Regions from separate parts of the Mus musculus genome. Here regions 2 and 3 are each linked to region 1. The links are chromatin contacts, called in public ChIA-PET and promoter capture Hi-C maps. All regions are on one chromosome and are shown on one strand. The core of a region is the stretch at or near the end of the contact, and the rest is flanking DNA. Distances in the headings are between cores, read along the strand shown.

Region 1 (3,813 bases), core at 858-3,357:
CAAGCCAGTGATATATATACTGATTTATAAAACATATGCATGAGTTATTTTCTCTGTCAGTGGCATTCACTTATAAAATGTACTGAGTCATACTATGTATATGGCACATTATTTATCATGCTTCATTATTTACTAATCTTCACAAGAGCCTTGAAGTAGGTAGTTTTTATTCCTATCTTCCAAATGAAGAAACTCTGGTATGGAAAAATTAAATAATTTGCCGTAGTTCACAAAAAAAAGTATTAAGATTCTACTCAGATAATATACAGCTCCTGTTCTGTTGTTGTGGACAGAGATGGGTCTATACATGAGACAGGATAGATAATTTCATAGATAATTTCAAATTAACAATCTTTCTTACAAAAATAGCAAGCCGAAGGCATTATTAGCACATATTTCAAAGAAAATTTTGAAAACTACCAGTGTTTCAACACTAAGTAAGTGGTCAACATTGGTACTGTAAACAAATCTCAATCACTTTTTGCTAAACTCTATCAAAAAGTACTCTCGTTATCTTAATTTTCACTTAACAGTTAAAAGACAGGACTTTTCAGAAGTAAAACAGTGATAACTATAGACTTGGGAACATGGTAGACAAAATTGATTACGATAACTTATGCAAACAGTAGAAACGAAAATTTGTAACTTCTTAAAATTCTCTTGTGAGTTCCAATAAAGTTTAAGCACTGGTATCAACACGACTTACAAAATTTTAAGACAAAGCAACAAACAGCTAAACGAGTTCTGAAGACTATGCACCCGCTAGGTAGAAGCAAGTTCTCACAGCTGAAAGTTCTCCATTACTGCAAAGTACCTTACCTACCTTGCTTGAATAGTTGGAGGCACTTGGAATGTTTACTTCTCAATTGGGCGAGGGGAAAGCCAAACTTACCTAAATGACTTGTCAAAGAAGAACACTGAAAGCTTTAACAAAATGTTAAAGACTCATTTTCAATTCCTCCCAACCGACCCTACCTTAGGAAGGACAGACAACAGCTCACCTGGGGAGTGGACTCCGACTCAGAGACCTCTTGCTCAGGAAAGGGCTGCTTGATCGCCTTCGGCCATAGGGGCTGGGTGATCTCCCGCTGTAAGAGCCGCTCCTTTCATAGCTGGAGGACCGTCTCCGGCTATAGGGACTCACAGACCTCTGTCGTCGGCTGTAAGGACTGGGTGACCGAGTGCTGGACTGGTAAGCAGAAGGCTCTTTGTAAGGTGGGCTGATTGACTGCCTTCTTGAGGTACTTCCAGGACTCTTCTTGTAGGAGTCATAGTTGCTAGAAGTGTGAGACCTTGGGGGGCTAAGATCGTAGTCTTGGCCATAAGAAGCTCCGGAAGGGCTGTCATCTTGCTTGGAACTGTCAGACCATTTCCTATGGGGACTCCTGGATCTCCGTTTAGGGCTAGCCACGGTTTTGTAACTTTTGGGTGTTTCCCTTTTCCGATGACTTTTACTCCGGTCCTTGTATCCAGACTTTAACTCTCGCTCTTTGCGGGTCTTCTCCTTGTGCATTTTGGACGACCTGGATTCCTTGCTGCCGCTTTTGGATAGCTGGGCCTTCCCATAATCATCACTCCCCTCCACGGACCGTTTGGAACTGCCCGATACCCGGTCCTTCATAGATCCAGATTTGGAGACTTCCTGATTTTTTTCCTTTTCCGTCTGTTTAGTTTTTAGCAAGTCTCGGGACCGCCGGTGCTGGTGGTGACGATGTCGGTGCAGGCGATCGCTCCGATCCGTTCCCCGACGTTCCTCGTTCTCCCTCCGGTCTGATTTGAAGGCCGTGTCATCGGAGAAGGTGTCTGAATCAGAGCTGATGTCATCGTACTCCACCAGTGGTTTGATTATGGTACCCAAAGATGCCGCTTCGGGGGTCACCAGCCCCACGTCTTTGGAGTGCTTGGACTTATGCCGCTTGTGCTTCGACACCAAGCGGTGACGCTCCCTGCTGTTGGAGCTGCCACCTCCCGATGACGGCTGCGAAGTTCCAGAAGCTCCTCCGCTCCCGTCCTTCTTGCCCCCATGTCTCTCGGAATTGGGCATTCCCTTTCCCCGGGCCTGAAGCAGGGGAAAAAGTTCCCCGGCGCTCCAAAAAGCCCCACCCTCCCCCCCAGCCCCGACTCCACGCCCCCCGAAGAGCCCCTAGACGGGGGTGGGGAGGGCAGGGACCGCAGGCGAGGCTCCTCCTCCCTCTCGCCGCCTCAGCGCCCTCCTACATGAGGTGGGGGGTGAAGGAGAGAGGGAAGAAACCAAGAGTTCCTCGGCACGGGAGGAGCGCGACGCCGGGAGCTGCTCGAGTCCGCCCCTCACGGCCGCCCACCCCCGCCGAGCCGATATTCGGGCCCGCGAGCCCTGGCGCTCAAGGAAGTAGGAAGGCGTCCGCCGGAGCCTGTGGGGCCGACGGCGGCTCTGGAGCCCCGGGAGGACTACGCAGGCCCTTCCCCTACCCGGTCGCCCGGCTCGGGGCGGCTGGCTTCCTGTCGCCAGGCCTCCGCGGCCTAGGTTGCCTCAGCTCCCCCCCTTTGTCCCTCGTGCCTGAGGGAGCCCCCTTCGCTAGCCTCCGCCTCACACCGACACCTCACAGCCACATCTCACTCCCTCGCCCAGACTCACTCACACACTAGATTAAACCGAAACGGCACTAGAGGGGGAGGGGGAGGGGCGAATGCCGCAAGTATCGCGAGACTCCGCTGGACTCCCGCGATACTTGGCGCTTCCCTTTTCACCTCGACACATTCCTTCACCAGAAAACGCGAGAACGGGACCCAAGCCGCAAACGCAGCCCGTTAGATTCTCGCGATACTTTTCCAACTCCCCCTTTTGGGGGGCTTTATAGGAGCGGAAGTTGCGGAGATTACCTTTAAAATTTAAACCTAAATGGTAATTCTTTGATTAAATATCCCCAGGTTCCGGTGGGGATGGGTCTTAGCACAGCTTGTAAGAAGTCTTTTGATTTAATAGGGTTTAAAAAAAAAAAAAAAAACAAGGGACAAGTGAACATTGGGGACATTACAGCGCAAGTTTGAATATTGGGGATTCTGGTAGGGCTTGGGTTTCTGAGACAGGGTTTCTCTGAGTAGCCTTGGCTGTCCTGGAACTCACTCTGTAGACCAGGCTGGCCTCGAACTCAGAAATCCGCCTGCCTCTGCCTCCGGAGTGCTGCGATTAAGGGCATGGAGCACGCACCACCACCGCCCTGCTTTAAGTCTGAATGTGCAAACAACGCTTGGTACTGCGGAATTTGCTGAGTTTAGGCGTTTTGCATTCATTTTCTCTGCCCTCACACCCATGGGACACTGTCCTCATTGCGAATTTACAGGCAAGGACTCCCGGATTCAGGGGGGCTAGTCAGTAGAAAGGTTAGAGTGCCAAAGTTGGGGGAAATGTCAGGATGTCTTACAGCACGTTCTTAGTAACCCAGGCTGGACTCCCAGTTGTGGCTATTCAGCCTCAGCCGTTTCTCGACTGCTGGGATGTTTTACCATAACAAACGTCCAGTTTCTACAAACAGAGAAGACAATGAGACTCGGGGAAAAAAACGTGTCTAAGCCTATGTGCACTACCTTCAGGAAGTGCCAGTTGTAACGTCTCCTGGAAGTATTTTTCTTTTTATTTCTTTTTTTTTTTTTTGGCTTTTCGAGACGGTTTCTGTGTACCACTACCGCCAGGCTCTGGAAGTATTTCTTTTATACTACATTTTAGGGTGGATAAGATTCTAAGCTGGTCGTTGCCACACGCCTTTAATCCCAGCACTTGAGAGGCAAGGTAGGCAGAGGTAGGCGGATTTCTGAGTTCAAGGCCAGCCTGGTCTA
Region 2 (4,080 bases), core at 1,397-3,896, 380 kb after region 1:
TGTAATTCCCTCTCTTCCCTCTCCCCTAGAGCTGAGCCTCATGGCTTCCATGCATGCTAAATCCACATTCTGTCACTGGGCTGTACCCCAGGCTCTGCATGACTCTGCTCTATGCAAGTAGCAGATAGCCCTGCCTTGAACACTCCTGATGACACATCACTAACAAAGCACTCGGCACTTCCCGAGCATTCTAGCATCTGTGGGACGGAAGGTGGGAGCCCAGCGTGCCTGGAACAAGACCACATGTCTCTCTCTCACTCTCTTGCCTTACACAGGACTGAGGTAGACTTCACATCCCCAAGCAAAGATGACCACTCCAGGAAAATAGTCACTTAGTTTTCAGCTGCTCTGGCCGGTGAAAGTCCTTTGTCTGAAGTGATTTCTCCAGGGAAGCCAGTCCCCATCTCTAGAAGACAAGTCTGACCTTCAGAATTGACCACTAGTCATTAGGTGCTAAACTGGGAAGAGATGAGCCACGAACAAGGATGCTATTTTGGAACCAAAAATACAGTGTGGCTCTGAACGGCACCTTTCTCAGAGAGGGATGCTGGAGGTTGGCCCAACTAAGCCACAGTTCTGCCTGTGGTTTAAAGTTCCCTCAGGGTTCTGGGACATAGTCATGCCCAGTGTCCTCGGACTTAGGGGTTGGTAAGACCGTATGAGTTTAAGCGATAAGTTTCAGTCGGTACCACAGTAAGCCCCGAGGCAAGCTGATGATGCTGAATGTTAGGCTCCGGTCCAGGGGTGCCAATCTGGAATGCTGGGAGACAGAGGCCTGAGTTTTCATTCAGTGCCCAGATGACAGAAGGGGATCCTTTGTGTATGGAGAAAACTGAACCCATGGGTCCTTGTGGATGCTAAGCCCTCTTCCTTGGAGCTCTGCAGCCCAGCTGACTGTGCGGGACTCTTGACAGAGACAGACCCTGGTCACACTCCCTAAAACCAGGAGAAAGACTTCCGGCTTTTACACCTGCCAGCTCAGGCAGATCCAAAGCACCTCCCCCAGCCTCGAACCAAGGCAATCAGCTAATTGCCTCTCCGAAGAGGCTGATAAGATGCTATCGGTAGTGTAGATACGGTGGCTACTGTAGGCTTTTGTTACCAGAACTCCTCAGGCATTTAATGTGCCCAACGTCGAGTAACAGGGTGCAGGAAGGTAGGTGAAAGAGACTGGGTGTTAGGACACTCGGGAAACCTTCCAAGAAAGTAAGGCAGAGATGGCTAGGGCTACTTCTCTCTTCCAAACTAACCCGGTAAATCAATGAATGAAATGTCCCAAAGGTTGACCGGAAGCGTCTCAAGACACAAAGCCACATGATTCCACCTTTGTGAGCCATCCCAGTTTCCCAATCACCCAAGACCACACCACTTCCCCTCTTTCGATCTGAGGCGCTCCGGGCACACCCTTTTACCCTTTGTGTGATCTGAGGCAGAAAGGAAACGCCAGGGTGTGAGCCAGGCCCAGACTGGAAGAGGGCAAACTGCAGCAGGCTTTCCTGGGGGGCCAAGAAGGGTTTGCAGCCTTCTGAGGCAGGCCCTCCAGCTCAGGAGAAGTCATTCAACAGGCTGTTCATTTTAAACTTCAGCCCAACAACTGGGTTGCAAAGCCCACTTGGTTGGACTGCCCCCAGCATTTTTAATGAAACAAGAGAAAATACTGAATGAACTTTCCAAGTCCCCCCTCCACCCCCACCCCCCCAAAAAGCAGTCACTTATGCTTCCTCTTTGTAGTGCGAGGGAGGGGACTCTGGGCCCTGTGCACGCTCTATCACTAAACTTCAGCCCTCCCTCCTTTAAGAAGTTTTCTTTGTTTCGTGTGCATGGGAAAGAGGGTGTGTGTGCGCATGCGTGTGTTTTATTATAAAGCCCAGGACGGCTTCAACCTCTTGATCGTGCCTCAGCCTCAAGTGGCTTTGAATCCATGACTCTCCTGCCTCAGCCTCCCAAATGTTGGGAGTTACAGGTGTGTGCCACTAAACAAGACAGAGGGCAGAATCAGAGCGTTAACCACCCTGCAAGAGGGTGCTTCTGTGCCGGGTGTTTGGGGGGGGGGGGGGCGGCGCAGACCAGTGAGCTATGAGACTTGTCCAGCGACAGAATGGGGAGAGATGATCCTGGAGGGTGTGTGCAAGGCGAGCCACCTGAATCTGGATCCTGTCTTCCCCATCCTTAGTCCCTCAGCCCAGAATGACACAGGCAAACTGGTAGACCCTTTCCTGTGATAGACACGAGGGTATCGTATCGGCCTGCTTCATCCTTCATTTATAAGGAGTCTGTTGCCAATGACGGGGCATGTTCTATAACTCGGCATTCAGGCTTGTGCCCATGTTCTGTGACGTCACGCCCAGCAGCACCTACCCACATACTCCCAACCCGGCCCCTGCAAACCCGGAGCCATACAAGCTGCTGGTCTGCGGCTATGTAAGGGTGGAACTGAGCGATGATCCCTAACCCCAGCTGCTCTACAGAACCATATAGAGACAGTCACTCCGCCACCCACTCTCCACGCCTATGTCTCACAACCAGACACCAATGACCAGTCCCTGACTGGGCCTGAAAGGGCCTGGAGGGGGTGTAGGGCCTGTGGGCAAAGCCAGCTGGGTTTTCACACAGGAAGGAAGAACAAACTGAGGTGGGAGGCAGTCGAGGGAGGGCGGAAATGACTGCTGTGTTAGCACCCAGAGGCAGACAGGAGGCTCAACCCCCAACCCCAGCTTTGACCCTGGTGCTAAAAACAAGCATCTAATCTGCACTCCGACCCCATCCCCACCATGACCAGGGAACGGGGTCTGCTCCAGAGAATGGAAGGTGACTTAGACACTCTGTATGTGTTTGTGTGTCTATCTGTCTGCCTCTAAAAGAGCAGTCTCTTTAAGGAGGAAATGCCATTTGGGCAGAGTGCCCACCAAAGAGGGAGAACAAAGAAAAGGCTCCCGGGTACCTCAACTCCCTCCCCCTTGCCTCTGATCTGACCACTGCGGCGTGGGCCTTTGCTGAGGTTGTCAGGGAGAGGATGAGAAGGGAGGGCAGAGGGTAGCCTGGGCATCAGGGCAGGGTCTCACATTGCTGATCTGGTCCTGGGTCTTCTTGATTCTCTGCAGCTCAGGCGTGTCTGCCACCACGCTGAAACCTTTGCCCTTATTCTTCTCAAATTCCTCCTTGTAGCGCACCTGGAGGCCAAGAGGAAAAGGAGAGCTTGGGTTCAGGTGGACATGAAGATGAGCTTGCCCGGCCTGAGGCCCCTGGTCAGAAACAAGCCCCCCATACACCCACACGTACACACAATGCAGAAGCCTAAGACAGAAGGTGTCAGAGCAATAATAGCCCCATTAAGTCATATCCAGAGGGCTCTAAAGGGAGGCCACACGTTGAATGCCTATAAAGAAGCAGTATCTTATGAGGGGAAAGATGGCTCAATGGTTACAAATACTAGCTGCTCTTCCAGAGGACCTGCAATAATTACGTAGAACACAAAAGAAAGGAAACAAAGATGGAGTCACTTCGGCTCAAAATCCTGACATCCAAATACACCCAAAGAGAGCATTAGCTGGGCATGGTGGTGCGAGCAGTGGTAGTGAACATGGACGTGATGGCTTGCTGTGCACCAACTGGGTTTGCATAGGACTTACAATCTGCTCGTGCCAACTCTACCCACTCACTGTCTGGGAGTGAACTGTCTCTAGATAGCTGCGGCATTGGCTTGGAGCTAGATTGTTAGTTTCGTTCACGTTTCTTTCCTTCTTCTTAAAGTGGGGCATATGAACAAACTGGACATTCAAAACAGACACCAGACTGCCCACCTCTCTGTGACACGTAACGCAGGTCCAATCCCTAGCGCCATGAGGCAACTCACAGTCATCTGTAACTCCAGCTCTAGAAGGTCTGAAGCCCTCTTAGAGTCTCTGAGGGAGCCAAAATAAAGTTTTGAGTAAAAAGGTCATTTCTGGGCTGGAGAGATGGGTCAACTTGGTTAAGAGCACTGACTGCTCTTCCAGAGGTCCTGAGTTCAATTCCCAGCAACCACACTGTGACTCACAACCACCTGTAATGAGATCTGATGCCCTCTTTTGATGTGTCTGA
Region 3 (3,888 bases), core at 853-3,352, 390 kb before region 1:
TCATGTGGGTGTGTTCATTTGGCTGCAACGGAAGGCTAGAGGGTGATGTCATTGAATCCCTCCATCAGTTGTTCTCCCTATTATTTCGGCCAGCATCCAGTGACCCACCGAACCTGGAGCTTATTGATTTGGTCAGTCTGGCTGGCTGGTGAGCTCCAGGATCTGTTCGCCTCTCTCCCAACCCCCAACACTGGAATTCCAGACACCCACCCTATGCCCAGACTTTAAGTGTGCACTAGAAATCTGAGCTCAGGTCCTCATGCCTGTAGGACAGGCACTTTACTGTGAACCATCCTCCTTACCTCCCTCAAAGCCATCCATCCTTTGGTCATTACCCACATCTGTATGGTGTGGCTTCTGTGGTCCCCTGTAGCCAGGCACAGGCTCCTATAGCTTCTCCCTCTGAGTTGCTGCACACCCAAATGGCTGTTCATTCTGCCACCCCCACCTCCATCCCATGGATTCAGGAACTCTGGAATTTTTTGAGTCTAGAATAATCCCAAGAAATCCAGGCCCCCAAATCCAGGCACCAAAGTGCTCCAAAGAACAACCAAGAGAGAGAGAGAGAGAGAGAGAGAGAGAGAGAGAGAGAGAGCAAGCTGCTTCTTCATAACTGTACTTTTGATACTGTTATGAATCGTAATGTAAGTCTCTGATAGGCAGGAGATCTGATATGTGACCCCTGTGAAAGGGTCATTCCACGCCCCTACCCCATCCCCGGCTTGAGAACAGCTGGGATAGAGGGCAGATGGGGCAGAGGAGGTGGTAGAGCAGTAGGTGAAAGGCTGGGGCATAGGGCCAAGAGCTCAGAGCACTGTGCTGAGTGTAGAGGAGTCCTCTGAGCGCACAGGCTGCGCGGGAGGAGCCCGCTTGACCGGGCGCCGCGTCTCATCTCGGTTCTGCCACACATAGCGGATCAGATAAGCCACTACCAGTGTCAGCCAGCCCCCCATGGTGACTAACAGGGCCACATCCGTGCTCCTTCGGGTCCCACCTCGTCCTGTCCCACACAGCTCTTCCTCCCTGGTGAGCAGAAGGAACTCGTGTCCCACGAGATCTGGTCGGGCTTCTGGACCACACACAATGCCTGTCCCGGAGCCTGGAGCCAACCTGACGTGCCTGAGCACTTCCTGTAGGGCACAGTCGCAGCGCCATGGGTTGGCAGACAGGTTCACTTGGATCTGCAGCCCCACGAAGGCTGCCACAGGCACAGATGCTAGCTGGTTGGCAGAGAGGTCGAGGTGGCGCAGAGTGCCCTCCAGGCCCTGGAAAGCAGCCCCTGAGAGATGAACAAGAGCGTTATGAGACAGGTCTAGTTCTTCCAGGGCAGGCAGGTGCTGGAAGGCACCAGCTGGCACTGATGCCAACTGGTTGGCGTCCAGGTAAAGCTTTCGGGTGTCGTTGGGGATACCGTTGGGCACGGCACTCAGACCAGCCCGGCTGCAGCGGAATGTCTGTTCCCCGGCTTCTTCTGCTACGTAGCAGCCCTGGGGCAGTGCCAGGGGGCGGGGCACAGAGCCCCCGGTGCCAATCACCAGCAGGAGGGGCAGGAGGCGAGGAGCTAGTAGGGGCATGGTCGCAGATAAACATAATCCTGGAGTGGAGGAGAAGCTGGGGAATAGACGAACCTACGACAGAAGAGCAAAGTTAGAATTCTACGTCCCACTGAAACTCGCTCCTGCTAGAGTCCCTCAGTGGACCCTCTCTGGACCCAAGCCTGTCCTTTCAGGGCTCTCTTAGCCCAAGGTCCATTGGTCTGTCCGACCGTCCCTCTGTCTGTCTCTGTCTCTGTCTCTGTCTCTGTCTCTGTCTCTGTCTCTGTCTCTCTCTCTTCAACAGGACCCCGGGGGAAGGAATCCCTTAGACTTGGAACGTTTGGGTTCTATTGATTCTAGATTAATCTGTGAGGTCCTTCTGTCCCTTTGCCCTGCTGAAATGGGCCCAAGGGGCCTGTCCAAGCTATTTCTTCTGCTTGAATCTTCATTTCCTTCGTTGAAATAAACATTTTTGTCCTCTAAGTACCTGTATGACTGCCAAGGGAGGCCAGGTAAACACCAGGGAGGCGGCCTGGCTGGCACTCGTGTCACAAGAGTGACATATTAGCGATAGATCCCAGGTTGTTCAGAATATACAAGTAGGTAGCGGGTGCCTCTGGCGCCGCCTTCTGTGCACATCAACTCCCCCTTTTCTGAAAGCATCTACCCCATCCTGCTTCAGCTCCTGGATTAGCTCACCTTCCCACCTCTCTCCCTTCTCCTTCCTGCCTCTCACCCTGGTTGGTGGCAGAGTCCTCTCCTGTGCTCCTGCCTTTTTTCCGGAAGTAGTCCCCCTGCCAGTGGGCTCTGGAGACCCGTTTCTTCCTTCAGAAGTCCTGTTTGCTTCAGCAGCTGAAAGCTGTGACCTGGGGCCCAAGAGTGTAGAGTTTCCTGGCATATGACTCTAGGCCCCAGGTGTCAGATACCTGAGCCATGGCCTGGCCAGGCAATGCCAAGAGAGAGCAGATCCCAGACCCTGATGTTCGGGAGACAGGTCTGGATTCCATTTCCTGCCCCAGGCTTTCCTCTCATAACTTAGCAGTTGCTATCTCCTATCAGCTGCGAGAATGGCCTCCCAGAACCTCCTTTTCTTGCCCAGAGCCTGGCTGGCCAAAAGGATGGTGGTTTGGTTGCCCTGGGTGCAGAATCCTACGATTCCCTCTCAGCAACTTGCAGCACAAGCCCCCTCCCGCTATTTTTTTTTTTTTTTTTTTTTTTTTTTTTTTTTTTTTTGTTCTCTGTAGGTCCCTGGTACCGACCCGGTCTTTTCCTCATCTTCAGAGGATGCCCCTGAATCTTCACAGGGCCAACCCTTCTGACCACCAGGAGGCGCTGTGGTTTAGTCTCAGTTTGCTGTTGTAGATGGTCGCTCTAGGAGTTGAAAGCTCTTTAAGTCTGATGTGGTGAATTGTTTTCCTGCCAACTTTTCAGTACTGAACTAGAGGCCAACCCAGATGTTCTTGGGCTCCCAGGATGGCAATTTGAATCCTTCTTCAAGCCTGAGACTGCGATGACTTATTCAAGGACCCTTCATCCTAACGATTGTTTGCAGGGGTCCCACCATTCTTCTACATCCCTTCTCCTGATGTCCTGGGGGTGGCCGGAAGGAAGGATTTGAACTCCGGAGAGTGTTTTGTGTCTATGTCTGAGCCCTTGTGAGTGAACAGTGGCAGAATGGAGGGGCTCCGTGCAGAATGGACGTGAGCGAGCTTGTGGCAGTGAAGTCCAAAAGCTATTGTTTTCATTACATTTTCCAGAACTGTCTGACTTGACTTTATGGTTGCAACACCAACACAGGTTTTCCTGCTCCACTCACCTGCTGTGTTTTGCAGCGACAGGGGTGACCCGAAGTCATGGGTATGGATGTAGATCAGTTGTTCTCAGCCTATGGGGTCACACCAGCCTGGGGTGGGGGCGGGTCAATCGACCCTTTCACACGGGTCACCTAAGACCACTGGAGAACAGATATTTACATTGCTATTTATAACGTAACAGTAGCAAAATTACAGCCATGAAGTAGCAATGAAATTAATTTTATGGTTGGGGAGGTCATCACAACATGAGGAACTATATTAAACAGTCGTAACATTAGGAAGGTTAAGAGCCTTGTTGGGTTGTTATAATAATTTAATTAATTAGTTAATTAATGTATATGTTGATGTAGTGCCTCACTATGTAGCCCAGGCTGACCACATACTGTGTAGTCCAGGCTGGCCTTGAACTCACACTTTTGCTTTCTTAGCTTCCCAATCTTTGCTGGTTTTTTTTTTTGTTTTGTTTTGTTTTTTTTTTGTTTTTTTTTTTTTTGGTAAGAGTTTGTGTTTGACCAGACACATAACTGTAGAGTCTGGTG

The links. Promoter capture Hi-C pulls out the DNA fragments that hold promoters and counts their contacts. ChIA-PET counts read pairs in DNA pulled down with a chosen protein or histone mark.
Region 2: a contact with region 1 is called in an RNA polymerase II ChIA-PET map of memory CD8 T cells, with 5 read pairs. The contact joins the enhancer-like site here to the promoter of Cdk12 in region 1. A contact is called at or near these places in 4 of 115 datasets of contacts at active chromatin or transcription factors (extraembryonic endoderm stem cells, memory CD8 T cells, pancreatic cancer cells and 1 more).
Region 3: a promoter capture Hi-C map of pre-B cells shows a contact between it and region 1. The contact joins the promoter of Lrrc3c here to the promoter of Cdk12 in region 1. A contact is called at or near these places in 3 of 39 promoter capture datasets (cranial neural crest, maxillary cranial neural crest and pre-B cells), 2 of 484 Hi-C or Micro-C datasets (the G1E-ER4 cell line and embryonic stem cells), 4 of 115 datasets of contacts at active chromatin or transcription factors (large pre-B cells, memory CD8 T cells, pancreatic cancer cells and 1 more) and 1 of 9 other capture datasets (liver).

Annotation. Positions count from the first base shown.
Region 1 is chr11:98,201,599-98,205,411 of GRCm38.p6, reverse strand. Cdk12 (cyclin-dependent kinase 12) reads right to left here and starts at 2,107. Exons shown (of 14, transcript NM_001109626.1): 1 at 1,002-2,107. The coding sequence starts at 2,044. Gm38963 (a long non-coding RNA gene) reads left to right here and starts at 2,782. Exons shown (of 4, transcript XR_880193.2): 1 at 2,782-2,881.
Region 2 is chr11:97,823,932-97,828,011 of GRCm38.p6, reverse strand. It overlaps Lasp1 (LIM and SH3 protein 1), which reads right to left. Exons shown (of 7, transcript NM_010688.5): 4 at 3,063-3,170. Among named protein-coding and RNA genes, the nearest start is that of B230217C12Rik, 15 kb to the left of the region's middle. Within about 2 kb of position 2,646, at least 119 of the 459 cell types and tissues checked have an H3K27ac peak or open chromatin away from gene starts, as enhancers often do. A contact at or near this core is called in memory CD8 T cells, where this site is marked.
Region 3 is chr11:98,596,505-98,600,392 of GRCm38.p6, reverse strand. Lrrc3c (leucine rich repeat containing 3C) reads right to left here and starts at 2,102. Exons shown (of 2, transcript NM_001195544.1): 1 at 2,023-2,102; 2 at 807-1,628. The coding sequence starts at 1,574. The coding sequence ends at 807.